2 separate regions of the Danio rerio genome follow, and region 2 is linked to region 1. A link is a contact called in public Hi-C data. All regions are on one chromosome and are shown on one strand. Each heading gives the region's core, a stretch centred on a gene start, on an enhancer-like site or on the middle of the called end of the contact. The rest is flanking DNA. Distances are from core to core; before and after follow the strand shown.

Region 1 (6,451 bases), core at 1,424-3,923:
TTTTGCAATTGTTTTACAACCATTGAACTTCCTATAACCACATAAGGATATGCAACTGTTTTACGGAGCAAATTAAAATGTTATGCATTAAACTGATGGTTAAGCAACATAAAAGAATCAAAGCAGCCCTCTGATGATCATGAAGACCATGTACCAAACAGAAGGTGCCAACTGCGGGTTGAAAGACACCCTAAAGTTCTCTTTGCCTCTTAATTGTAATGCGCTGATCAATAACGGACACAAACACAAAGGAAAAGGCTGCAGATTTCACTCACCGAATGGTTAATTCCCCACATGAGAACACTGAGCAGAGGGTCGCTGGCACGAAACAGCTTCACTTTCTGAGCCACGAAGTGTTTCTTCTTCGTTTTTGTTTTGCTCGCAAACGATGAGACAGTGTTACTAGCCGAGGCCATTGTTTGTTGTATAACAATAAATTAACTATCACACAGTGACAAGTGCTTTAATTAAGCTAGTGGTGTCCTAACTGTCTCTTAGTAAAATATAATTTGGCATAACGTTCAGTTAGCTAACCGCAGCCAGCTAGCTGTACCAACTCAACTATTAGCTCTCTAGACAGAAGAATAACTCGCCAAATGCGCTAAAACAGTCTGCCGTTACATATAACATGAAAGTTAAGAGCAAAACGCGGTGTTATTTGTAAGTTCTCAAGCGTAAAAAGCAAAATCCCCTTAAGACTTCATCAGTAAGCCTTCCTTACTTGCTAAATCGTTAGCCTCCCAAGCCAGCCCCTCTTAACACCCCGTTTAGGGTAAATTAGAAGAAATACTGACGGAACCAGCTGGAAACAAATAAAAAATGTAATCTGAACGGCGTCAGTGTAATTTGAGGAAAAAACAGCGGGTGGAGAGGCATCCACTGCGGCGCTGCTCCATTAGCATGCTAGCTCGCCCCAGTCAGGCTAAGCCTACAACCCTTCAAATATGTCTCAAGCAAAATCCCACTCCCACTTTCTTTCTCTGCCGCTTGTCTGCCCCGAAAAGGTGTTTATTTTTAGACGAAGCCAGTATTCCGAGAGTGGAAGGTGTCCGAGTCCAAAATCGGTGTGAATTTTGTCTGTGATATTGCTAGAAGTTGGTGTATCCGGCTCATCCGCACTGCCCAACTGACGGACTGACAGCTACACACACGAGCGCGCGCGCACATACACACACTGACACACACACATTTGAAATAACACATAATAAAAATTATCTAAATGTCTGCAATTGATTAAAAATAGCAACATTTCTTGTTTAAAAGAACAATGGCAGATAGATTAATTTAAAACATACTTAGATAAGCGTCCCTGTTTAGCGAACAATTATAAAAATGTCAACTAATAAAAATAAAAATAATAATTAAGAAAATTTCAATTTAATAGGATAGAAGAAAAATAGAAATGTTATTAAGATGAATACATACTTTTGTATAAAATAAATGATCAAGTACGCCTAAATAAGATTTACATAATCGATTAACATATTATATATATTAATTATAGATCAATAATAATGCAAAAAATAATAATATTAGGAATAATCAGATTTTTTAAATATACATATAAAATTGAAGTTAATAATAAAACTTGGATTTTCATATTCGGGGGTCCATAACATCTAGAAGGTTGAAAACCCCTGGCCTTAATTTATGGTGTCTCTATGTGTTCTCCAGTTTTACAGCACAAATTACTGTGGCGCTCCCTGTTCCACCCCGCCTGGATCACCCACTGCTGAACATGCTCCTCATTCCAGCCATGTTATGGAGTGGGAGGAAAACGAGGAAAAGCTGCTGTTGTCCACGAGCCTGGGCATGATCCTCATCCAGAGCGTCCGGGGCTCCTCCACTGACTGCTGCTTCTCTAAGAAGTTTACAGATCAAGTACATTTGAGATTGATTATTGATTTTGGTTTTAGAATTTCTCCATATTATGTTAATTTCATTATTTTGTGTATCATTTAATCTATTTAATAAATCAGTCTGAACACATAACAGTTCATCAGAAACATTTTATAAAAAATAAAAAAATTAAATAAGTAAATAACATTTAAATTGCACTAAAACAATCTAGATGCACAAACAAGACATTAAATAGAGGGATATGTCACAAAGAACGAATATAAAATTGCTTGTTTTATAAAGGTGGCACTGATTTACACAGACCGATGCCCTATAAAACTTCTGTCGTTTGATATTCCTCGTGTAATAATGTTTTTAGTTTATAATTGATTTAATGATAACATCAAAACCACTATTCATGGTTAAATATAAATGGAAAGACAGATTAACTGACTTAAGGCTATTAGCTAATATAGGCTAATCCACAAATATAGTCTAAAACTTTAAGACTATTTTAGAACATCAAATAAGTAACTGAAATGGCTGATATATCACATGGAAACAATATATTATTGCATATTTGATGTTCAATAGGCTGATATTATAAACCAAAAAAAATAATAAAACATGTTATTTTATTATGACCATTTTTTCATGCTTTCTCGTCCCTTCAATAATTTAATTGTGTACAATTTAATAAAGTATTAACGTCAGAGCCACCTAACGGTCCATGACCGGCATATTTTAAACTAATAGGCAAATAAATACATGGCAAAGTATGAATCAAGTGATTCTTGCCCCACCTACAGGTGACACGGGAAATTAAACATGTCACCTAGCAACAGCAGCAGGCTAAACAGACACACACTGTCGGAGAAGCACAGGTAACGTACATTTTGTAGAAGTGCTTAACGTTAAACAATTTATATTATTTTTTATTGTTCTCATCTTGTTGGAAGATATTCTTTCTTCGTTTCTGATACATTGTACCTTTTGGCATGTAGCTTGCAGTGTTCGTCTTCTAGATGGGGAAAAAAGTCAAAAAAGAGGCTGAGACATGCCCGAAAGATGTGGTGAGAGCGTATTTCTTGACCCTTGAGATTTTGCATGACTTCCTCGCTATGGTAGACCGTTTCAACATTAAATAAAAAAAACATAGCCTACTTATGTTTTCATGCTACTAGTACTTTCTTTTTTAGATACAGTTGTCCTTTCCATGAAGTGGTACTAGTAAAGTAAGGCCTAGCTACATATCATGTTCTTACAGTGTTTTATTCTTTAGATTCTTACTTTAGAGTTACCTATACAGTACCTTTTCAATAACGTTATACAGAGCACTGCATAAATAAGTACACCCCGTTTTGAAAATGAATATTTTTATCCATTTCCCAGTGAATATATGCATTTTGGTGCATTTAAACAAAACAGATTTATTAAACAGATATATTCACTAAAACAACATTTTAGTCACCAAGCATATTTAGAAATTGAAAGATCATACAAATTTGTATTTAACATTTTTCTATAACATATAAGTTTGCGTGTACTTAATTTTGGACCGTTATTGTAAATTATTTTGTTGAATAAGCTCCAGATTTGGCTTCAGTACTGGCTAATCTGATGTATATGCACAAATATAATATTGTATAGCTTCCTTTTGAAAATATGCATTTAAAAGATAGATTTAAAAGGGGTCTACTTATATAGGCTGAGCACTGTAACTATGCTAGATGTTATCTACAAGATAAAATATTCTTTAGAAACCAGTTCTTATTCCTGAATACTACTACATTTTTAATATACCACCATATATTATATAATAGCCTGCTACCTTTTATTTGTCGCTAGTATTTAATCATTGTGCACTTGTATTATACTAGTTAATTGGATACATAATAACTATAAAATATATGCTAGTTTTTAATTTTTGTATACTAATAATTATTAGCTAGGTTATAGTTTTATTCTAGAACTTAATCATTGTGCATCATACATTTTAAATATATAATACGACTAATTCGTTTGATATCTTTTGCAGTTACTACAAAAAAACAATTCTTATTTTAAAAACTTTTTGAAGTAACTAAATATTTGTTCGTCACAAGTAACAACAGAATAGCTACTTAAAAAATATGTTCAAGTAATAAGAATTAACAGGTTTCATATTTTGTGATTAAGTTTTTTCTATTTATTTACAGTTATGAATTGCATTATAAGACCTTTAGCTCTGCTCTGTTGACTTTGTTTGTTAAAAACTCATCTCTGCAGTGTTACAAATTGACTTTTATTGAGATTGTAGAACAATATTTTGTATATCAAATAATGTATAGACTATTCATTCTGTAAAATAACAAATAAATAATAATACTGCCAATTTCTCACCAGTTTTTGTACTGTAATTAACCACACCAATACAGAATATGTATGATTTCAAATTATGATTAATAATATTAATAAAAGACACTTTTTCAAACTTTTAAATTTTAAAAGTTGTTGAAGGAAAATCAAGGTCCCATAATGCAGTTTAAAAGCATAAAAAAATCATAAATTAGCTGTAGCTGGACTTATGCCACAACAATTGGCTGTTCATTCCACTGTGGCAACTCCTGATTAATGGGGAACTAAGCCGAAAGATTAATTTTTTCAGTGTGTCTGGTAGTACTACTGCACTAAATAAATACCAGTACTTCACGAAAAACATAAGGTCTAAAAAATAGGTACTAGTTTCATGAAAATATGACTTCATATTCCGTATGCCAACATTTTAATACAATTCACATTTAATCCTTTTAGTTCGACCCTTTATCCATCGAAAGCAAAACTGCAACAACAGCAGTTCTGATGCTCAGCTCCCCTGAAGAAGAAGTGCTGGCCAAAGCTTGCGAGGCCATCCACAAATTTGCAGAAAAAGGTAACAGTGTCATCTAGTCTTACAATCTGAGGTCATTGAGAATTTTGCAGAGGTAAGTGTCCACTGTGTTCCCTCATGTGGTATTACTTCATTGATTTCACTGTGTGTTTTTGCTGTCTGCTGCTATTTTTAGGTGATGAGAATAAGACTTGTTTGATGTGTTTGGGAGCGATTGAACCCCTTTCTCTTCTCATATCTCATGAAGACAAGATTGTGCGCAGGAATGCTGTCATGGCTTTGGGCGTCATGGCTTCTAACAGTACGTAGGGTTTAAAAATAGGCACAGTAAGTAAATCAAAAGATTTTTAGCAACATAGTATTCATTTATTTGTCACATTTGAACAGATGAAGTTAAAAAGCACTTGAAGTGTCTGGATGTGATACCTGCAATAATCAGCAAACTGTCTCCAGAAGGTACTGGTAGCTTCTATTTTCATTTTTAAATTGAGTGCGCATTTAACCATTCATGCATTCATCTATAGGCTAAATAAAGATAAAGAATATACTCTGTATATATATACAGTTAGAATTATTAGCCCCCCTGTGAATTTTGTTTTCTTTTTAAATATTTCCCAAATAATGTTCAACAGAGCAAGAAAATGTTCACAGTACGTCTGATAATATTTTTTTCTTCTGGAGAAAGTCATATTTGTTTTTATTTCGACTAGAAAAATAGCAGTTTTAAATTTTTTAAACACCATTTTAAGGACAAAATCATTAGCCCCTTTAAGCAATTTTTTTTTTCGATAGTCTACAAAACAAGCCATCATTATACAGTAACTTGCCTAATTACCCTAACCTGCCTAGTTAACTTACTGTAATTAACCTAGTTAAGCCTTTAAATGTCACTTTAAGCTGTATAGAAGTGTCTTGAAAATATCTAGTAAAACATTATTTACTGTCATCATGGCAAAGATAAAATAAATCTATTATTAGAAATGAGTTATTAAAACTATTATGTTTAGAAATGTGCTGAAAAAAATATCTTCTCTTCGTTAAATAGAAATTGGGGAACAATAAACAGGGGGGCTAATAATTCTGACTTAACAACTATAGCTGGTCAAAAAAATGGGGTCAGCAGGATTTTAAAATTCTTTTAAATAAGCTTTGTTCTGCTCACCAAGGCTGCGTTTATTTCATCAAAAATACAGTAATGTAAAATTGCTATTGAAAAAATGTTATTGCACTATAAAATTACTGATCAAAGGTAGTTTATAATTTTATTTAATAATGTATTCCAGTGAATTCATTGATGAATTTTCAGCTTCATTACTCCAATCTTGAGTTACATGATCCTTCAGAAATCTCTCTAATATTAATTATTATTATTGTTGTTGTTGTTGTTGTTGTGGTGGTGGTGGTTGCAACCCAAGCTCATTATTATTATTATTATTATTATTAATGGTGATAATAATAAAAGCATTAATGACTGGAGTAATAATTTCATTTGAAACTAAATACAGTAAGTAATAAATAAATATTTGCTAAAATAAGTATTTAACAATAACCATTTTTTTTACATTTAATAAATGCCACCTTGATAAACAGGCAACCACAACAACAACAAGCACTAGATAATAACAGTAATAATGGTACATTATATTATATTTATTACTATTTTTATTGTGTAAAAAATATGATCTTTTTTACATTCATTCATCCACCTTTAAAAGGAGGAGGGAGAACATAACTTGAATACAA
Region 2 (6,451 bases), core at 2,759-5,258, 190 kb before region 1:
TTCCCGCATCCTAACGTACGTCTCCATTTTAAGCTCACAAAAACACTGAATTGGAATTAGACATATGTAAGGGGAGATATCGAAGAACATGTACCTTTCTGGACTGGAGTGAATAGTCGAGCCTGGTGCTGGTTAGACAATGAAAGTTATAAGTCGATCAGCAGAAAATGAATACGAGCCAAGCGGCCATCTTGAAAAGGGCTGCAGACGCTGTCAATTGCAATAAGAGAACGGTGGAGCAGGGCGCAGTACAATAATAAAAAATAGAAAAGGTCCTGTTGTCGATGTGCGTGCCTTGCTTTGTTGGAGAGACGTAACCGGTTTCGTATTTAGACCTCCCGCGTGTAAAACAGCCAGGCTGATGTGCGTTTTCTCCAGACTAGCGCCTTCAGTCTTCTCTTTGAAAAATGCTGCGCTGATGGTTCAGTGGAAACTGACACCGTCCCCAAAATGGCTTGTAGTTCGACCGCCCCGTGCATCACGTGATCTAATTCCTTAAGGGTGGCCTGGGAATATGTGTCGGTGTATTCAGCGCGGCTCTCGCTCAACAAATAACAAAGAATTGCTTTTCAAAGTCTGTTTGACCGTGGTCCAGCTCGTGTAAGGTTTACACAATAGGATAGGTTCTTGTAGGTCAGCTTAGAACCGTTTGCCACATGTCTACAAAATAAATAAAATCCGCTAACAGCGCTAAAAAAGAATGATTCAAAACATAGACATGATCAACTTACCGTAAGATTTTCTATTTATACACATCTGCATAATCTAAACTTGCAAATGCACCAAGGAAGTATTTAATTAATTAGCCGATGGCATGTTCAGACATTGCATGCGTTGCTGAATTAATTCACGGTGATGAATGTTGCAGAGAGCAGTACAGAAAAACATTGCGAACTCTCCCTCATACGACCGGGAGTCCCCTAGAAAATCCTGACTCTACAAATATGACTCAACGGTATCTATAGCATACTCGCAGTCTTTTCTGTTCTGTCCTTATACTCTCTCTCTCATATATATATATATATATATATATATATATATATATATATATATATATATATATATATATATATATATATATGCGCAACACATATTTACACTTTAATGCTAAAATATTGATTTCTTCTTAATTGCGTCAAAGAAATAAAGTCTAGCATACACAAAGACAGCCTTGCTTAAAAGTGATTTATTGTGGATTTTATGAAAATGACATTTTGGAAAAACAACCACAAACAAACAACCACAGCACCAGATAATATTAATCGATATGCAAGAACAACAGAACAAAAAGAAACCGGAAAGATGCGTTTGGTTAGACAACCTCCAGGAATCATGACTGTGTTGCTCTCTCGACACTTTTTGCGGCGTCCTTCATTTTTCCAACCAAATCCTGAACACAGTTCAAACAATCCAGTTTATTCACAAGCAAATACAAAATATAGAAAAATTGATTTTTACCAAGTCAATTGTTTTACATCTAAAAAAAGCAGTCAAACAGTTCATGCAACTATACTAGATAAAGCAAAGCCTAATATAAAAAAGATCAGTTGTTGACATCGTAAACCTCTGATGATCTATGAAAGTAAACAAAACTACACAAAATTAAATGAAAACTGGGCTTAATCAAAATTAAGAAGGTAGAAAATAGCCCAGTTTGACCGTGCATAAATAAGATTGTTGATTGCATATAGAACAATCAGTAAGTTAGGATTAAAAATCACTGTTTTATAATTTAATGTGAACTTAATGGCAACGTTTTATCAAATTTGCTAAACGCGTGGGTATTTATGAAAACCTCTGGGATGTTTGTAAAGAGGTGTGATGATAACTGAGTGCATAAGAATTTTATGACTTGATCTTTCGGACAATTCACCTTTGTGTCACCCCAACAACAAACAGGCATCTGTGTGACGACGATAATAAAATTAGTATGCAGGCTTTTACAGAAACAGAAACCACACGATGGTAACTTTGAAATTTTCAGGTAGGCCTAAACTCATCATTCAATTACCGGGTTGTAGTAAATTAATGTCAATAACAACAGATTATTATTAAATATTTATCGCTCGTCAAATTCTTTGTATATTGGTTTAAATCAGGAAGTTTTGTATAAGAAGGCCTACAAAATAGAATTTTAAAGCAAGATAAACTCTGTTTCTGAAGAGTCAAAAATATGAAAATAACTGTGAAAACATCAAATTGTTTCAAATAATAAAAGCATTTTAGCCTATTTAAACCTTTAGAAAAATAACATCTTAATCAATGGCTAAGCTGGAGGAAATCATCCACGTGCTTTTAGTCAAACTGATAGTGAGTCTGTGGACTAAAATAAATACCTGAAGTTGCTCCATTGTGCAGTTAAACTTAATTTTCGACGAACAGCCACCGCTCTGCAAAAGCAACCAGAGTACATCCAAAGTGAAAATAACCATTACTGGAAAGTACAGTGAATGCATGTAGGCTTTATGGAATTACATACCTCAGTGTTTAAGGAAATCAGGTATGACGGCTGATTGACTTTATGTACATGACTATTCTGTGGAGAGAAAAAATGGTCATGAGATATTATGGAAGTATTGTAAATGATGGACAACTTAAAGAAACAACATACCTTTATACAATATTCAAGACGCCATGCAGCATCAGTTATATGGGGAGGGCATATGTCAATGCTGAGGAGCAAGTAAAAAAAATAAATAAAGTATCACTGCGGAAATATTTCATTGAATTAGATAAAAGTGATTTTTTTATGCCTTTCAAAAAAAAAATAATAATACACATGCCTCACCTTGACAACAAAGACTCCACATTTTGTTTGTTTTTCTAGAAGATATATAGAAGAGAGATATTCACCTTACTGTAATTCAACTGTTCTTTTAAAAATATTGGGAGACCAAACGTTAGCCTACTTGGAATGAAGTATAAAATATGTCCACTCTTTCAGTCTGAAACCCCAGGTCTTCAAGACATGAGCTAGAAGAACACACGGTATTTTCAGAATTTAGAACACAAGCGGATAGGGGTTGGAAATGATCTTTAGAATATGTTACCTAATTGTCGATTTATCCGCATTTTGCTTAACTCCCTCAAGAATGAACGTTGTTGCCGCGGTGTGACAGTGGTTCAGAGTTGACTGATCGATGTGTTTCAATTCTGGATGACCTGAAGTTGAAGAAAAAATGGTCTAAACAGAAGCTTGAACGTGTGTGTGTGTGTGAGAGAGAGAGAGAGAGAGAGAGAGAGAGAGAGAGAGAGAGAGAGAGAGAGAGAGAGAGAGAGAGAGAGAGAGAGAGAGAGAGAGAGAGAGAGAGAGAGAGAGAGAGCGTTGTTTTAAACCTTACACGCTAAGCTAATGCCTTTTCATAACAAATGTTAAATTATCGGTCAAGCCAGATAATCACTTTCTATACAGAGAGAGTATGTAAGCGAAATAGAAAACCTGTTTAGCTGATAACCAGCGCAGATTAGATTACAAAATTTTAAATCTACAAATACATGAATGTTAGCATACTACATGTGTTTGGGTATAATCAAGCATATGTTAAATATATATGGACTCATTCCTTTACATTTAAAAAGAATGATGTTGTTAATCACACTACGGCTTAGCTAATGCGGCTAAGCGGTCAACTAATGTACACTGCACTTTGTAAGCACAGTAGGCAAACGCCAAGTCAAAGCATGACGATTAAAGTCCGTCAGCCTATGCCAGTTATTGGGCTCTGCAACATATAACATGTCAAGCCCAAGAAAATAACATCAGTAACACAACGCAGCGACTTCCTTCTTGTCTGGAAAGCACCGGAAGTAGTGCTGCACAAAGAAAAAACCTCAACCATCTTACCCAGAGCGCTTTCGCTTCGAGGCGAGACCAGACTGTTGAAGGCGACCTCTGTGAATATCGCATACGACTTCAGGTCGATCACGTTTGAATCGGCTAGGATTTGAAGCCCTTTCATCACTGATTCCGACAACTCCATTTTGAGCAAACTCGCTAGCCTTGGTCACATGAGCGCGTCAGCTGATCTCAGGGCTTGAATTGTCGGGGAACAGGGACAGAGTACTACTGACACATCCATGCACTTGCTGCGCATCATTCTGTTATTGCGCAATTCTGTTATTGTCCTAAGCGAGAAAAAATAAAATATAAATAAAAATAAACTATTGGTTTGTCAAAGACTATGCCGGATTTCTGTGCTTCCAGATAGGCAAAGCAGCATATAAAAAAAAAACTATTACGTATGTTGATAAGAGACGCGTCCGTAATACTGCACAAACCAATTTAATAGTTTAGATTATATTAAAACCAATCTTAACCATCTTAAGACGATTCTTTAAAGTCTATATTAGTGATGTGGTGGTGGCAAGTTTGGTTCTTCTTTAACTTCCTTGTATTTACAAATTAAATAATTTTAAACATATTTTGCGACATATAATATGTAGATATGTGTCTTCAGACTACCATTTTTGGTTGCCCAAACAACCTTAAAATATGCATTTATTAAATGTTAATAATAAAAATTACTTTTAAGAACCTTGTGGGGAATTGAAAGGTTTCAATGATGTTAAGGATTCTTCAACATTGATTCTAAAAATAAAATAAAAGAATAAAATTATGCATGTTCTTTGCTCTTCTCCCGAGAGAAACAATGCATGAGATATTTAAGAAACATTGTTAACGCTAACATTTTTTTAATCGCAATAAAGACATTAGAAGAGTTTCGATGCTAAGTACAAAAATGTAATGTCAAATAACTTTTCAGTTATTTTTTATACAGTAATTTCGGCGTTTTTTTTTTAATTGGGGAAATCTAGAAAAATTCAGATTTCTCGTATGAGACCTGGTTTTAAATTGAATTTTGCCTCTGACTTGGATCTGTGTAGTTGCTATAATTATTACCAAATTTCCAAAGCTGAACAGAAAACAGACAATAGTATATAAGATTATAGGCGCAACTAGAAAGCCCCACAAAAACCCACAAAATTTCTAAAGCAAATATTTTAAAATCAAGTACGATAAAGAACAAACATTATATAGATGACACATTTTACAGATGACACAAAACGCCTGTATACATTTTATGTAGAAAAAAAAATCGGGGACAACTGCAAATGTCAGAGTTTAAAAAGAGTATTTGTTCTGACATGATGATAGATAAAAACTAATGTCAAAAGTATCTCTTGTATTCAACGTGGATTCATGAACTTGCCATATATATTTATATTGGCGCTTATTTATTTATGCCTGTGGGCTTGTGGTCATTACCAAGAACCTTATGAAAAGTCTCGGGTCATTATGACGAGTCATTAAGCTCTTCCACAACTATCTGTGAACTAATTTTGTCTTAAATGAATTTGACTTATCTGTTGTTTAATCAAGGAAAGTGGGATACTGTTGTTTTATTTCTTTTGCCAGCAAAGAACACAAGTTCTTTATGAGTTAGTTATTTACCCTCAATTAAATGTTTTTATTTATTTATTTGTGTGTGTGTGTGTGTGTGTGTGTGTGTGTGTGTGTGTGTGTGTGTGTGTGTGTGTGTGTGTGTGTATTCGAATGCAATTTATTTATTTAGGCAAACGTTGTATTATGTAAAATAGCATTTATTATATATAGGGTATATATTTTTCAAACACTTAAAGTTAAAATAAAACTAATGGTCATTAATAACTTGCAGTTATGCAGGTTATGTTACCGGTGTTCATTATTTCATTTATTCGTTTATTTATTGAGCGATTTATCGTTTAATTTACTCTGTTTTAATTAAGTTTTTTAACATCGCACCTTGGGGGTACACGGAAAACACTCTCAATCGGAAATCTTGCATATTTGCATAGAATATCTAAAGGACACTTGCTAGATTTTAGAATAAGAAAACATTGCCACACCAAATGTTAAAGGAAAATAAAGTGGTCTTAATGTAATTGCCCTTACTTATGTCAAAATGGGAACTTAACACTGTTTTAAATATAGACAGCAGCAATATAAATAGCTGTCGACCTTGTAACTTCAGAGGAACTTTCTCAAAATCCACACATAGAAGAATGCAGATACAAAAGACAAGATGAATCGGTTTTAGAATAATTAATTGTTTACTTGAAGAAGTAACAAACTGTGACATGAAATAACCCAACTTTACCAAACTGAAGAATTATTTTTGGTGAACCCTCAAACAGAACAGCGGCCATTTTGGGTAATACCCGAGACAAGAGGTTGTTCAACAAAATGGATGTGACGTGGACTTTTGGTGATTTATTAAAAAATTGAAGCCAAACAGCCAGCTGTTGCTTGGAGGCTCTTCAGCAGCAAATGCTTAGAAGAATGTTTATGCTAATAGAGGGAAACTAAGTTTAAATTAACCTTTTGCGCTGCTGAAGTTTTTTTATTATATAGGGGAGGAAGTCATAAGCCCATTGTAGTGTTTTTTTAAAGAAAGGAAAATATTGCTTAATG

What was found. A called contact is a pair of places that touch in the nucleus more often than the background predicts.
Region 2: a contact with region 1 is called in a Hi-C map of hematopoietic stem cells, with 3 times the contacts expected there. The contact joins the promoter of commd3 here to the promoter of armc3 in region 1. A contact is called at or near these places in 2 of 18 Hi-C or Micro-C datasets (caudal fin and hematopoietic stem cells).

Annotation. Positions count from the first base shown.
Region 1 is chr24:20,933,194-20,939,644 of GRCz12tu, reverse strand. armc3 (armadillo repeat containing 3) reads left to right here and starts at 2,673. Exons shown (of 18, transcript XM_683526.9): 1 at 2,673-2,723; 2 at 2,844-2,912; 3 at 4,633-4,750; 4 at 4,884-5,009; 5 at 5,096-5,164. The coding sequence starts at 2,865. It overlaps pip4k2aa (phosphatidylinositol-5-phosphate 4-kinase, type II, alpha a), which reads right to left and starts at 610. Exons shown (of 10, transcript NM_001128702.1): 1 at 276-610. The coding sequence starts at 416.
Region 2 is chr24:21,124,378-21,130,828 of GRCz12tu, reverse strand. It overlaps commd3 (COMM domain containing 3), which reads right to left and starts at 4,008. Exons shown (of 8, transcript NM_001008734.2): 1 at 3,845-4,008; 2 at 3,051-3,162; 3 at 2,910-2,973; 4 at 2,789-2,823; 5 at 2,612-2,672; 6 at 2,480-2,536; 7 at 2,337-2,390; 8 at 1,172-1,390. The coding sequence starts at 3,980. The coding sequence ends at 1,331. bmi1a (bmi1 polycomb ring finger oncogene 1a) reads right to left here and starts at 418. Exons shown (of 10, transcript NM_194366.1): 1 at 95-418.